2 separate regions of the Callithrix jacchus genome follow, and region 1 is linked to region 2. A link is a contact called in public Hi-C data. All regions are on one chromosome and are shown on one strand. The core of a region is the stretch at or near the end of the contact, and the rest is flanking DNA. Distances in the headings are between cores, read along the strand shown.

Evidence for each region. Hi-C and Micro-C count contacts between places; a contact is called where the count stands out from the background.
Region 1: a contact with region 2 is called in a Hi-C map of induced pluripotent stem cells, with 4 times the contacts expected there. The contact joins the enhancer-like site here to the promoter of DNAJB6 in region 2. A contact is called at or near these places in 2 of 3 Hi-C or Micro-C datasets (induced pluripotent stem cells and skeletal muscle).

The regions. Positions count from the first base shown.
Region 1 is chr11:90,958,224-90,965,524 of calJac240_pri, reverse strand. No RefSeq gene overlaps it. Among named protein-coding and RNA genes, the nearest start is that of DNAJB6, 35 kb to the right of the region's middle. Within about 2 kb of position 3,579, at least 5 of the 16 cell types and tissues checked have an H3K27ac peak or open chromatin away from gene starts, as enhancers often do.
Region 2 is chr11:90,921,610-90,929,230 of calJac240_pri, reverse strand. DNAJB6 (DnaJ heat shock protein family (Hsp40) member B6) reads left to right here and starts at 2,123. Exons shown (of 11, transcript XM_078343338.1): 1 at 2,123-2,259; 2 at 3,215-3,312. LOC118143946 (U6 spliceosomal RNA) reads right to left here and starts at 5,621; the gene lies at 5,518-5,621. It also overlaps the pseudogene LOC100390038.

The sequences.
Region 1 (7,301 bases), core at 2,330-4,829, 35 kb before region 2:
GCACCACCATGCCCAGCTAATTTTTTGTATTTTAGTAGAGATGGGGTTTCACCATGTTGACCAGGATGGTCTCGATCTCTTGACCTCGCGATCCACCCGCTTCGGCCTCCCAAAGTGCTGGGATTACAGGCTTGAGCCACCGCGCCCAGCCTGGATCTTCTTTTTTTTTTTTTTTGAGATGGAGTCTCACTCTGTCACCCAGGCTGGAGTGCAGGGGCGAGGTCTCAGCTGGCTGCAACAGCTCCCTCCCGTGCTCAGGTGATGATCCTCCTGCCTCAGCCTCCTGGGTAGCTGGCACTACAGGTGCCTGCTGCTACGTCCGGCTAATTGCTTGTATTTTTGGTAGAGACGATGTTTCACCTTTTTGGCCAGGCTGGTCTTGAACTCCCGACCCCAGGCGGTCCACTGCCTCCGACTCCCAAAGTGCAGGGGTTACAGGCGTGAGCCAGCACACCCAGCAGGAACAGCGGATCTTTAATTTCCATTCAGTTCTTTCTTTATTTTATGTATTTATTTTTTATGGGACGTAGTCTTACTCTGTCACCCAGGCTGGAGTGCAGTGCCACAATCTAGGCTCACTGCAACCTCTGCCTCCAGGTTCAAGCGATTCCCCTGCCTCAGCCTCCTGAGTAGCTGGGACTACAGGTGCCCGCCACCAAGCCTGGCTAATTTTTGTATTTTTAGGTAGAGATGGGATTTCAGCATGTCAGCCAGGATGGTCTCCATCTCCTGACCTGGTGATCCGCCTGCCTCGGCCTCCCAAGGTGCTGGGATTAGAGGTGTGAGCCCCTGTGCCCCGCCCCATTTACTTCTTTCACTGATTCAGGTTATTCATGACCGTGCTGCTCTCGGGAGGGATAACTCAATCTGGGGAGTTCCCTAGGTGGGCACTGTCTCCACGTCCTTGCCTGGGCTCTGAATTCCCCAGCGATTTCAGAGGAAGTTTCTGACAAGCCAAAATCTAGGCCGCGTGATCCGACGGAAAGTCCCCGACGGCTCTGACTGTCAAGAGTACCCAGGCAATTTGGACACACGCTCCTCTTCCTGGCTGTGTATCTGATTAAGGAAGAAACTCCCCGAGTCATCTGACCCATCAGGGTTTGCTGTCCAGGTGCTCGGCTGAAGAGGTACCACCGGTCCGAGGTCACTGCCTGGCACGCGAAGGCTGTGATGGCGGGATGGAGGGGTTACAGGTCACAGTCACGTGGGCTCCAGGCCCTCAGACCCCACCTCCAAATGCCCATCATCCTGCTAAGGCATTTAGAGCATAAACGATATTTCACCTTTAAGGTTGTTTGTTAGACACAGTCAACATGGTTCTTCCATATTTTGAGTACAAGAACTGTGTTTAACATCAAGAGATTATCGTGTCCTCTGAGTGGTCGTGAATATAATTTCATTATTTATTGAACGAGAAAATTCTGAGGGACTCCTAATCACCGTAAATTTAGTAACATTGACACGAGCTTGTGTCTCATTCATTCAAACAGCCCGTACATTTCATTTCGTACCTTTGCCGGACACGTGTGATTCATGCACAAGGCTTGCTGCATTCGGGAACTTCCAAATCTTAGAGTAAGGCGGCCGCTTCCTTCCGGAGGCTGAGGTCCGATGTGAGGACCCCACGGCTGCAGGTTCCTGGGTGGGGCCGTGGGCCCCCCTGGGGGCAGATGAGCTTCACGCGGTTGTTGTGTGTTGAATTGTCCCTGAAAGGTGCGCTGAAGCCCCAGTGCCTGTGGGTTTTGGGAAGCAGGGTCGGCATCTGTGTGATTTGCTAAGAACACGTCGAATTGGATCAGAGTGGACCTCAAATCTCGCGACTGCTGTTCTTACAAGAGGAGGGAAATGGAGACACAGGGAGGAGGCCGTGGGACAACAGGCAGAGATGGGAGGGGCGCGTCCAGCAGCCGGGCAGCGCCAAGGAGGCCAGAGGCGCGCACAGAACAGGCCTCCTCTGGGAGGAGTTGCTTCTGCTGACACTGGTTCCACTCCCGGCCTCCGAGACTGAGGGGAGAAACCTCTGTTCTTTCGAGCCGCGTGCGGTGATTTTACAGCCGCCCTGGGAAACGCACGTGGTGGTCATGTGTGCTTTGCCTTTTATTGAAATAATCCACATGCGGATGTGAGAAAGCGCACAGAGCCCTTTGCCCAGGTCCCTCCTCAGTGGCTCAGTGCAGAGTCCCCACATGCCAGCACTGCCACAGACACAGACACGCCTCTCGTCAGGCCTCCTGGCATTTCTTGTACCTGTGTATGCTGCATTGTGTGTCTCTATATGTGTGTGTGTATGTGGTGTGTACGCTATGTGTGGTATGCTGTGGCGTGTGGTGTATTATGGTGTGTGCTGTGTGTGCATGTGATGTGTGTGTGCTGTGGTGTGCATGTTATGTGTGGTGTGGGGTGTGGTGTGTTGCGTGTTCTGGGTGGTGTGTGTGTGTAATATGTGGTATGTATGCTATGTGTAGTGTATAGTGTGTTGTATGTTGTGTTGTGTGTGCTGGGTGGTGTGTGGTGTGTGATGTAGTGTGTTGTATATTGTGCGTTGTGTGTGATGAATCATGTTGCGTGGTGTGTGTGTGTTGTGTATGTGGTGTGTGGTGAGTGTGTTGGGTGTGTTGTGTGTTGTGTGTTGTGTGGTATGTTTGGTGTGTGTGGCTTGTGTGGTGTATGGTGTGTGTATTGTATGCTATTATGTGTGTGTAGTGTGCTATGTGGTGTGTCGTGTGATGTGTGGTGTATGGTGTGTGTTGTATGCTATTATGTGTGTGTAGCGTGCTATGTGATGTGTCGTGTGGTGTGTGGTGTGGTATATGATGTGTGTGTGGGGTTTGTGGTGTGTGATGTGTGTTGTGTGTGTGTTGTGTGATGTGTGGTATGTGGTGTGTGTTGCATGCTGTGTGCTGCATGTTGCATATGTGTGGTGTGTGATATATGTGCATGTGTTGTATGTGTTTTGTATGTGGTGTGTGGTATGTGTTGTGTGGTGAGTGTGTTGCATGGTGTGTGTGGTATGCTGTGTGTGTGGTATGTGGTATGTGGTATGTGCGTTGTGTGGTGTGTGGTGTTTGTGGTATGCACAGTGTGTGTCATGTGTTGTGTATGTTGTGTGTTGGGCAGGTGTGTGTTGTGTGGGTGTGTGTTGTATAGCATGTGTTGTGTGTGTGTTGTGCATATGTTGTGTGTGGTATGTGTGTTGTGCGTTGTGTGTGTGTTGTGTGTGGTGTATGCTGTGTGTGTTTTATAGCGTGTGTGTGTTGTGTGCGTGGTGTGTGGTGTGTGTTGTATAGCATGTGTTGTGTGTGTGTTGTGCATATGTTGTGTGTGGTGTGTGTGTGGTATGTGTGGTGTGTGTATTGTGTTGTGTGTGTGCAGAGGCTTCTAGTTCTCTACAATTCCACTGCCCATGGGTGCTCACAGGCACCTGCTCCAGGAGCAGTTCAGCCCGCCCTGTGCCCAGCACTCCTGCTGCCCTAGCGAGCCCCCTCCCGGCACGGAGGACGATGCCAGGCTCAGCCGCTTCCAGTCTGCAGCCACAGTGACACCGCTGCCTCGCTGGTCCCTAAGCCGGCCTCGGCGGGGCGCAGCGTGCAGGCTCTGGGACCTGCTGGGACGCTGTTGTGGCCCAGCTCCGCACAGCAGCGTTCCACAGGCAAGCATCCCTTAGAGAGGGAAGGGATGGCTCAGGTGATCGGCGTGACACATCTCTGCTGTGACTTTTTTTGCTGCTGCCTTTTTAGGGGCCCCCGAAAGGTTCCAGCTGTTTTTGTTTTGCTTTGTTTGCTGTTTGGTTGACCTACAACGTGAGGAGGACTCCCTGTCCCAGAGAGAGGATGCGTCCAGCCCGCCCTCCACGTGTCCAGCCTGCTCCCCGGAGCTGCACGAGAGCCTGTGTGGAAGGGAAAAGACGCAGCTCTCGCTGGGAGAGGCCTCAGCACAGCCATGCGAATCCCCCTTACACACATGCGTTAGCCCACGCGTGCCAGAGGGCCCGGGTCCACCTCCCAGGAGGGCTGCCTCCCGAGCAGCTGGCACATGGCCTGCCCTGCAGGGGAGCTGGAGGCCGGGGGTGGGAGGGCCCTCACACACGTGAAGCCCAAGGCAATCGTGCTCACTCGCCATCATCCCACTCCACCATTCGGAAGTAAAAATGCCATTAGTCCTACCTCTGTCAGGCTGAAAGCAGACACAGCCAGTTTCTGTACGACCCTGGAGCCAAGAATGGCTTTTACATCTTCGGAGGACAAGACACAAAGGCAGGAGGATCACTTGAGGCCATGAGTTCGAGGCCAGCCTGGGCAAAAAAGCAAGATCTCCTCTCTACAAAAGAATTTGAAAAAATAAAAAATCCAGGCACAGTGGCTCACGCCTGTAATCCGAGCACTTCGGGAGGCTGAGGCAGGCGGATCACCTGAGGTCCGGAGTTCAAGACCAGCCTGGCCATCATGGTGAAACCCCATCTTTAAAAATAATAAATAAATAAATCAAAAGGAGAAGACAGAGTGAAAGAGAGTGGCTGAGTCAGGGTCAACGTGACCTCCTCCGAGGAACAGAGGCTGAGTCTTCCGTGAGGAGGGAGCTGGGCTCCGTCAGTAGCCTGCTGAGAAAACCACGCACAGTTTGCCCAGGGCTGTGCTCACCAAGCCACGCTGATGACAAAGGCGTGGTTTCTGGGCCGCCCCACACCAGGAAGTGGGCGCCCTTTGACAGGCAGGTTCTTGCGCTCTGGCTGATGCAAACTAGCACGTTGCTGGCACTGTTTACACAACCGGAGGTTTTCCTTAATCACCTGTTTGGGGGTTTTTGTTTTTTTGTGTTGGCTTTGGTTTTTAGTTCCAGTTTTTAAAATGTGTGCCTATAATAGATAAAACGCACGTTGTCAGAGAAATTCAGAGCATGCCCTGCCTGTGATGTGGACAGGCCCCGGCAACTCCGCTCCAGCTACAGGTCTGTAGCCTGAACGTTCACATGGAACATACAGTTTAGACTCCCCCAAAACAGGCCCCGCCTCCTGGGTTCCAGCGATGTGATTCTCCTGTCTCAGCCTCCCAAGTAGCTGGGATTACAGGCAGCTGCCATCGGGCTCACCTAATTTTTTTTTTTTTTTTTTTTTTTTTGAGACGGAGTTTCGCGCTTGTTACCCAAGCTGGAGTGCAATGGCGCGATCTTGGCTCACCGCAACCTCCGCTTCCTGGGTTCAGGCAATTCTCCTGCCTCAGCCTCCTGAGTAGCTGGGATTACAGGCACGCGCCACCATGCCCAGCTAATTTTTTGTATTTTTAGTAGAGATGGGGTTTCACCATGTTGACCAGGATGGTCTCGATCTCTTTTTTTTTTTTTTTTTTTTTTTTGCCAATCAGTTTGGGCTTATGAGGTTGCTCAGGTTAGCCTTGAACTGATGACCTCGCCTTCGCGAGCGCCATGAGCTCCGGCGGGAGCCACTTTGGACCCCGGTCTCTATCTCTTGACCTCGTGATCCACCCGCCTCGGCCTCCCAGTGCTGGGATTACAGGCTTGAGCCACCGCGCCCGGCCCCAATTTTTGTATTTTTACTAGAGACGGGGTTTCACCATGTTGATCAAAACTCCTGACGTTTTGATCTGCCTGCCTCAGCCGAAGTGCTGAGATTACAGGCGTGAGCCACTGCGCCCGGCCTAACCTGAGGTTTCTTTTCCGAGGGATGATGTCGCATGGATCATGAAGAGACCAAACACTGACTTGATTTTCTTTTTTCTTTCCTGATTGCATATTTAGAAAAAACTCTTTTTTTTTGGATAAACTTACTTGTTTTTCTACGATGTGAATAAACCTCAAATTAAAGTGAAACGAAAAGGCGATGCATATTTGAAATTTCTGTCGGCGCTGGTGAGGTGGCCTCCGGCAGGCTGTGGGGGCCCTTCCCCACCGCTCGGGACTGTGCGCCAGGCTCTGGGAATGCTGTGGGCCTCTTTGATGTTTGCAGGCCCCGCCAGTTGGTTCCGTGGGGGCGTCTTCCTTTGCTCGTGCGTCTCTGATTACTAATGAAATCTTTTTTTTTTTTAATATTTACTGGGCACTTGCGTTTCTCCTGTGAGCTTTACCAGATTCCTGTGAGTTCGGTGGCTGGGGCTGGGCTGGGCCTGGGAGACTGGCTAAGCCTGACTCTTTCTAGAAAGGGTTTCCGCAGCCCAGGGCAGAGGTCATCCCTGTTCCCGCTGGGCTGTGGTCCCAGAAGCGCCTGTCAGCTCAGCTCTCCTGCCCCGTCTCTCCGTCATCTCACCCAGAACGTGCTGTCGTCTGTGGTGAATCGGCCTTTTCTCAGGCCTGCTTGCCTCAGGCACCCCTGCACGGGGAGCCAGGCTGCCCTCCGGTTGGCTGGTGTGAGGGCCGTGGTCACTCAGCCTTGTCCTACTAGTGCTCAAGGGCAGTTCAAGTGTCTTTCAGCCACTCAGGACAAACAGAGAGGCTCCTGAAAAGGAGACTCATGTTCATAGAATTCTTTTTTTTTTTTTTTGAGATGGAGTTTTGCTCTTGTTGCCCAGGCTGGGGTGCAATGGCACGACCTCAGCTTACTGTAACTTCTGCCTCCCAGGTTCAAGGGATTCTCCTGCCTTAACTTCCTGAGTAGCTGGGATTACAGGGGGCGCCACCACACAGGACTAATTTCGTATTTTTAGTAGAGACGGGATTTTACCATGTTGGTCAGGCTGCTCTCGAATTCCTGATCTTATGATCAGCCCCCCTTGGCCTCCCAAAGTGTTGGGATTACAGGCGTGAGCCACGGCGCCCAGCTGGCTTGCTTTCTTAATGGTAAGACACGTGCAAGGTTAAATTGACCAGCTTCACCATTTGCAAGGATGTGGTTTGTTCGTGTGGCCTCCGCCGGCCGTGGCGAGGGCGTGGTTTGGTCGTGTGGCCTCCGCCGGTGGTGGCGAGGGCGTGGTTTGGTCGTGTGGGCTCTGCTGGCCGTGGCGAGGGCGTGGTTTGGTCCTGTATCCTCCATTTTCTGCAACAGAGCTCTGCAAGTCTTTCACCCAACACTGAAAGCTTATGGCCCCTGGACACCCGTTCCCCTTTCCCCTCCCCACTCCTGCAGCCCTTGGTAACCACCAAGGGCGTGGTTTGTTCATGTGGCCTCCGCTGGCCGTGGTGAGGGCTTGGTTTGGTCGTGTGGCCTCTGCTGGCCGTGGCGAGGGCGTGGTTTGGTCCTGTATCCTCCATTTTCTGCAACAGAGCTCTGCAAGTCTTTCACCCAACACTGAAAGCTTATGGCCCCTGGACACCCGTTCCCCTTTCCCCTCCCCACTCCTGCAGCCCTTGGTAAC
Region 2 (7,621 bases), core at 874-3,373:
TACTCAGTGTACTAGTTATTAATCAGTACCCTAACGTGGCATAATTCGGGGTGGCATTTCTTGAACTCTTTCATTACTAACAGTTCTAATAAACTACAAGTTATTCAAGTGCTAAAGGGCCTTTTACTTGAATATACCCCAGGCTTTAAGTGATCAAGAACTCATCACCGTTGTTAGTTGAGAAGGTGGCTGAGCAGGTCCCTAGAATTCAGTGTCAGCACATCACAGGATCAGGAAAGGCGTGACAAAAAGGGATTTTTATGTCTTAAAGGAAAGTACAAGGTGGGCGGGGACCAAGACAACACAGTAGCAAGCATCTGGCTCAATGCTGGAGAGGAAGACTGGGAGACGCGGGCCAGGCTCCAGTGCATAACTGCTTGTCTGCCTCCTTAGGCTGTGGGTCGACTGCACCCGTTCGCTACTGGAAACGAGTCTGACCGCACGGGGTCGTCTCCACGCGTGTTGTGTTGATCTCCAGGGTTAGAACCAGAACGCATGAGGACGCGGGAAAGACTAGAGGGCCTGGGGCTGACCTAAAGTCCAGCGATCAAAATGCTCTGCGTTTTCAGGAAACTACTGTCACGATTTAATCTAAAAAACCTCATCTGTATTTTCGGCCACAGTTTCCTTCTGTCATCATTACTTGGCGAAGTCTTCACGCTCTCCGGTTCGCCGGGGAACTCAGGGTGACTGGGCTTCCTTAAATTGGGGAGCGGGGACTTGTCTTCCCGGGCCTCTGCTTGGTTTTTTTCCTCCTCAAGCATCTGCCTTCCAAGTGCGGGGATTATACGCATGCGCCATCGCGCCCGGCGCTCTCACTGCCTTATTTGTTTTTAGTTTTCAGACAGTTTTGCTCCTTTTTTTTTTCTGAGACGGAGTTTTGCTCTTCTTACCCAGCCTGGAGTGCAATGGCGCGATCTCGGCTCACCGCAACCTCCGCCTCCTGGGTTCAGGCAATTCTCCTGCCTCAGCCTCCTGAGTAGCTGGGATTACAGGCACGCGCCACCATGCCCAGCTAATTTTTTGTATTTTTAGTAGAGACGGGGTTTCACCATGTTGACCAGGATGGTCTCGATCTCTTGACCTCGTGATCCACCCGCCTCGGCCTCCCAAAGTGCTGGGATTACAGGTGTGAGCCACCGCGCCCGGGTTTCTTTTCTTTTCTTTTTAAAAAGACGGGGTTTCAGCATGTTGGCCAGGCTGGTCTCGAACTTCTGGCCTCAAGTGATCCGCCCGCCTCGGCCTCCCAAAGTGCTGGGGTTACAGGCGTGAGCCACTGCGCCCGGCCTGACAGTTTTGCTCTTGTCTCCCAGGCAAGAGTGTAATAGCGTGATATCGGCTCAAAGCAACCTCAACCTCACGGGTTCAAGCGGTTCTCCTGCTTCAGCCTCTCGAGTAGCTAGGATTACAGGTGTGCGCCACCAGGCCCGGGTCATCTCTGTATTTTAGAGACGGGGGTTTCATTATGTTGGCCAGGCTAGTCTTGAACTCTCGACCTTAGGTGATCTGCCAGCCTCGGCCTTTCAAAGTGCTGTGGTTTCAGGCCTGAGCCACCGCGCCCGGCCCTCTTGCTGCCATTTTTAAACCAGTGATGTTGACCCAGCCTTTTTGGAAGCTTTTTTTTTTTTTTGAGACACAGTCTCGCCCTGTCGCCCAGGCTGGAAGGCGCGCTCTCGGCTGTTCTCAGCCCGCGCCCCAGCTTTCGTCCCGCTGTGGGGAGAGGCCACGCAGCTCCACAGGGGGGCCGCGGGCGAGAGGCGGGGCCAAGAGGAAGGTGAAGGGCGCGAGGAGTTCGCGGTTTCCAGAACCGGTTCCTTCTCGCCCACAACGATCAATCCCTCGTGGAGTCTTCTCGGCCTCCCTGGAGTAGGCCGCCCATTGGCTACGGCGCTTTCGGCACGTCTGGGTTCTCGGGTACCGTAGACGCGGTCTCGAGCTCCGCCCCCTCACCCCCAGCTTCCTGGCCTCCAAGTGGCGGCGGAAGGGCCTAGAACCTTCGCGAAGGTGGGGCGGGCGCCCCGACACCGAGCCCGCGGTATGGGCAGTGGAAACTGCGCATGCGCGGCGTCAGGACCGGGCGGAAGTTGACGATGCTGTGCCGCCGCCGCGTGACGCATTTCCTGTTTGTTGTTGGAGAAAGGAGAGAAAGGAAAGCGCGAGGAGCCGCCGCCACCAGCGCAGTAGTGCTGGAGCCCTGAGGAGATTCGGGCCGTCACCCCCACCTCCCCTGCGTCCCGCCACCGGTCGCCTTCGTCCTCGGTGAGCGTCTACTCCGAGGGTCAGGGAAGGTCGGCCGAGGGCCCCGCGCGCAGCCGGCAGACGGCGGACCTGACCCGGCGCCTCGCAACAGCGTGCGGGGGGTGACCGGGGTCGCCGGCCGGACTAGGGCTGGGCGGGGCGGGGGGGCCGTGGCCCGGGTCGCGGGGCGAAGGGTGGGTGGGGTCCTCTGGGGCTGGGGTTGGGGTTGGGGCTGGGGTCTGGTGCCGCCCGGCCGCGTCCTCCCCGCCCGGCGTCCTTGCTGGAGCGCGGCCCGGCCTCCGCGGCGGCGGTCGGGGGTGGGGGTGGGGCTTGGGCCTGGGAGCGGCCGGCTGGGGCCCGGGGGGCCGGGGGCGGGCACCGTGGGAGGCGTGGAGCGCTTGCTTTTCCTAAGCCTCCCGCACTTGGAGTCTGAAACCAGAAACGCGAGTGGCCGGCGGAGCAGGAATGCGTGTCCACGCCGCCAAGTTCGGAGGGAGAAGGGAGCAGGTGGTGGACTGCAGAGCGCTGTTCCTGGGAATCGCGAAGGGTGGTCAGAAGTTTGTGGATGAGCGGGCTGTTTCTTACTCTGAACGCCGCTCTACTCTGCCTTAAAGAAGCTGTACCGTGGCTCATGCGGCTCAAGTTCATCCAAGTTTATACTAAAACTTACCCAACTAGGAGGTCAGTGACACGCCGAGTGTAAACTGCAGACCATGTGTTGGCTCGAAAAAGGTTTTGGTGCCGGCGCATTTTTTAAAGGATGGATTTGCTAGTCAGATGTAAACTTCATTACTAATTTCCTCATAAACGAGGCAGGAAACAGCCTGAGTAGAAGGACCGTGCCAGCAACGAAGGGTTGCTGCCTGTGAGCCCGGAGGCTTCAGCCTGTTTGGGAAGAGTAGGCTGAGCGGCGCTCTTTGTAGTTCTCATCGTTTTTATTTTATTTTTGAGACGGAGTTTTGCTCTTTTTGTTCAGGCTGGAGTGCTGTGGCACGATCTCGACTCACCGCAACCTCCGCCTCCCGGATTGAAGCAATTCTCCCGCCTCAGCCTCCGGAGTAGCTGGGATCACAGGCATGCACTACCACGCCCAAGCTATTTTTGTATTTTTAGTGGAGACGGAGGTTCTCTATGTTGGTCAGGCTGGTCTCGAACTCCTGGTCTCAAGTGATCTGCCTGCCTCAGCCTCCCAAAGTGCTGGGATTACAGGCGTGAGTCACCGCGTCCCGCAGACTCTAGCCTTCATTGTTTACACTCTTGAGAGCCTTAAGCTTCCTTGGAGTTGGTGCTTTCACATTTCTTTCTGCCTTTTGTGATAAAAGGATGAATGCTTTTTATACACAGCGTAATGAGCTGTGCGTTTTTATGGATTATGTCGAATGTGAAATTTGGGAATTACGTTGCCTTCAATTGGTACATGTGGAGACTTGACAGGAAGTGGGAGAATAAAAGGTTGAGAAGCTTTTGAAAAATGCCCAACTAGGTTTAGTCTGCTGTGGAAGGTAAGAAAGTTGGGAATTTCAGAGGGCAAAACTTCTAAAATATTTGAAGGTCGGACATGTAGGTTCACGCCTGTAATCCCAGTACTTTGGGAGGCCGAGGCGGACAGATAACCTGAGGCCCGGAGTTTTATCAGCCTGACCAACATGGGGAAACTCCATCAATACCTAAAATACAAATAATTAGCGGGGTGTGGTGGCGTATACCTGTAATCCCAACTACACGGGCGGCTGAGGCGGGAGAATCGCTTGAACTTGGGAGGCGGAGGTTGCAGTCAGCTGAGATCGTGCCGTTGCGTTCCAGCCTGGGCAACGAGAGCAAAACTCCGTCTCAGAAAACGAAAACAAACCAAAAAAATTGGGATGAGTTCAGAACCCTCTTCAAAACGTCAGTATTTAAAAATTTATTCTGGATATGAAAGTGTTAGGTTTGGGAAGTAATTCTGGCTGTAGGGCAGTTTTTTTTGGAACACTGGGGAGTGTTGTTGAATATTGTACAGACTAAGATACGGCTATGGTATTACAGTGTGATACCTGTAACTGAGTGGCATACGTTAGCTTGTGTTTTTAAGCAAGCACTTAGTCCCTTGTATTAACTCTGGACAGTTTCAAATGACAGTGGTACCCGTCACCCCCATCAGTTTTCAAGGAAGATAACGCAAATCCAGGTTTGGGGTATGGGGTGGGATGGTCTGTTTGCACCTTTTTTATTTTTGAGATGGAGTTTCGTTCTTGTTGCCCAGGCTGGAGTACAGTGGCGCCATCTTGGCTCACTGCACCCTCCCCCTCCCAGGCTCAAGGGATTCTCCCACCTCAGCCTCCGGAGTAGCTGGGATTTACAGGCACCCGCCATCACACCCGGCTAATTTTTGTATTTGTAGTAGAGATGGGGTTTTCCCATGTTGGCCAGGCTGCTCTCAAACTCCTGACCTCAGGTGATGCACTGTCTTGGCCTCCCAAAGTGCTCGGATTACAGGCGTGAGCCCCCGCTTCCAGCTGTCATGTATTTATTTACTTTTTTTGTTGTCATTTTAAAAGATTTTTTAACAAGAGGGCACTTTAAAACTTGGGCAGGTATTTTTAGTCATCCTGAACATGTCGCTGTGGACTGAGTGTAACCCGCCTGACCGCACAGACAACGCCTTACTGTGGTCAGCAGTAAAGGTCAGCTTCTGTATTGGCTATTGCTTACGCGTATCTGTTGAGGAATAAGAGAATATAGTCAGTCTTTGTGAGTTGATGTTTTGACAGGATTTTTACTTTTTAATATTTATTTGCATCCAGGTTAGACACTGGATTAACAGGATTTTAAAAAAACATTTTTAAAACTTTTATTTTCTGAGAAATGATTCTGTTCAAAATCGGTTTGTTTAAATTTGTCCAGGACACCACCTTGTGGTGAGAGGCGGGTAACTGCAGGCTTTTTAGCGAGTAAGAAGAGTGGCAGGATTTGGCAAATGCTGTACTTGATGAATAGAACTTGAGAATCTCAGACTTAAAAAGAGGTTAATGAGACGAAAAGCAAAGTTGGTGAAAACAAGAATATGTTAGAAACGATGATGTAGGAATAGAAAAATGACGCCTACCTAGAAAAAATGATTTTCTGGATAAGTCAACTAGGAAAAATTGATGCGTTCCTTGTATTGATATTAATGAGGTGTTTTGTCAGAATCCTATGTTTTTGTATGGACATAAATCATGGTTGATCTTTTTCATGTTCTTGGAGACGTCCTAGTTGAGAAGTAAGTTGTTTTTTTTTTTCTAAAAAAATTTTTTTATTTAAATATGGAACTGCTTCATTAATTTCCATGTCATCCTTACGCAGGGGCCGTGCTAATCTTCTGCATCGTTCCAGTTTTTTTTTTTTTTTGAGACGGAGTTTCGCTCTTGTTACCCAGGCTGGAGTGCAATGGCACGATCTCGGCTCACCGCAACCTCTGCCTCCTGGGTTCAGGCAATTCTCCTGCCTCAGCCTCCTGAGTAGCTGGGATTACAGGCACGTGCCACCATGCCCAGGTAATTTTTTTTGTATTTTTAGTAGAGACGGGGTTTCACCATGTTGACCAGGATGGTCTCGATCTCTTGACCTCGTGATCCACCCGCCTCGGCCTCCCAAAGTGCTGGGATTACAGGCGTGAGCCACCGCGCCTGGCCCTATTATTTTTAAAATATATTTTTTTGAGTTAGGGTTTTACTCTCACCCAGACTGGGCAATCTCAGTTCACCCCATCTTCTGCCTCTTAGGCTCAAGCGATTCTCCTGCTTCATCTTTCTGGGTAGCTGGGATTACAGGTGTGCTCCACTACCACCTAGCTATTTATTTTATTTTTTTTGTTTTGGGGTTTTGCTCTCATTGCCCAGGCTGGAGTGCAATGGTGCGACCTTGGCTCACTCCAACCTCCGCCTCCCGGGTTCAAGCAGTTCTCCTGCCTCAGTCTTCCGAATAGCTGGGATTACAGGCATGCTACCATGTCCGGCTAATTCTGCATTTTTTTTTTTTTTTTTTAAGTTTAGGTTTTTATTGAACACATTATAAAAGAGGTTTAGTCAAAAAGACCAAAGCCCATATCATCATCAGACTCCTCGGATTCTTCTTTCTTTGCTTCTACTTTCTTCTCCTCAGCCGGAGCAGCAGCAGTGGAGAGGGCAGGACCTCCTGCTGGTGCAGCACCAGCTGCTGGAGCAGACCCACCAGCCCCTTCGTTGCAGATGAGGCTCCCAGTGTTGACATTGGCCAGGGCCTTTGCAAACAAGCCAGGCCAAAAAGGTTCAACATTTACACGGGCTGCTTTAATGAGGGCATTGATCTTATCCTCTGTGACGGTCACCTCATCGTCATGCGGAATGAGGGCCGAGTAGATGCAGGTGAGCTCGGAGACGGAGGCCATGGTGCGGGTGAGTGTGGGGCTAGCGCTGCCGGACGTGGTGCTAGTCGCCGGATGAAGGAGGGTCTCACCCCAATGCGGCCTTAACTTCCTCTGAAGAACTGAGCACTTTGGTGTCAGCTGAGGAAAGTAATTGTGCATTTTTACTAGAGACGGGGTTTCACCATGTTGACCAGGCTGGTCTTGAACTCCTGACCTCAAATGATCCACCTGCCTCGACTTCCCAAAGTGTTGGGATTACAGATGTGAGCCACTGAGCCTGGCCAATTACTATGTTTTTTTTTTTTTTTTCTTGTTACCCAGGCTGGAGTGCAATGGTGCGATCTCGGCTCACCGCAACCTCCGCCTCCTGGGTTCAAGCAATTCTCCTGCCTCAGCCTCCTGAGTAGCTGGGACTACAGGTGCACGCCACCATGCGCAGCTAATTTTTTTGTATTTTTAGTAGAGATGGGGTTTCACCATGTTGGCCAGGATGGTCTTGATCTCTTGACCTCATGATCCACCTGCGTTGGCCTCCCAAAGTGCTGGGATTACAGGCGTGAGCCACCGCGCCCGGCCTCCTATGATGTTTTTAATGAAAGAGAGTTAGTTAAGCCCGGAAGTATCTAGTAGGTTATAACTGCCAGTTGAAGAAATGGTTTTTGATTTTGAGTAATGAGGAAATAACTTCTCATATTTGTTTCATAAACATTTTAGGACATATTAAAGAATGAAATAAGTAAGTGATGTTTGATAAGGAGTGAGAATTCACTGCTGTGGGTTTTAATTTTTATTTTTCCTACCTATTTTTTTTTTTTTTTGGTGTTTTAGACTGAGTCTGTCCCCTAGGCTGGAGTGCAGTGGTATGATTGATTTTGGCTCACTGCAACCTCTGTCTCCCAGGCTCAAGCAATTCTTCGGCTTCAGCCTTCTGAGTAGCTGGAATTACAGACATCCACCACCACGCCCAGCCGATTTTTTTTTTTTTTTGAGACAGAATCTCCCTCTGTTTCTCAGGCA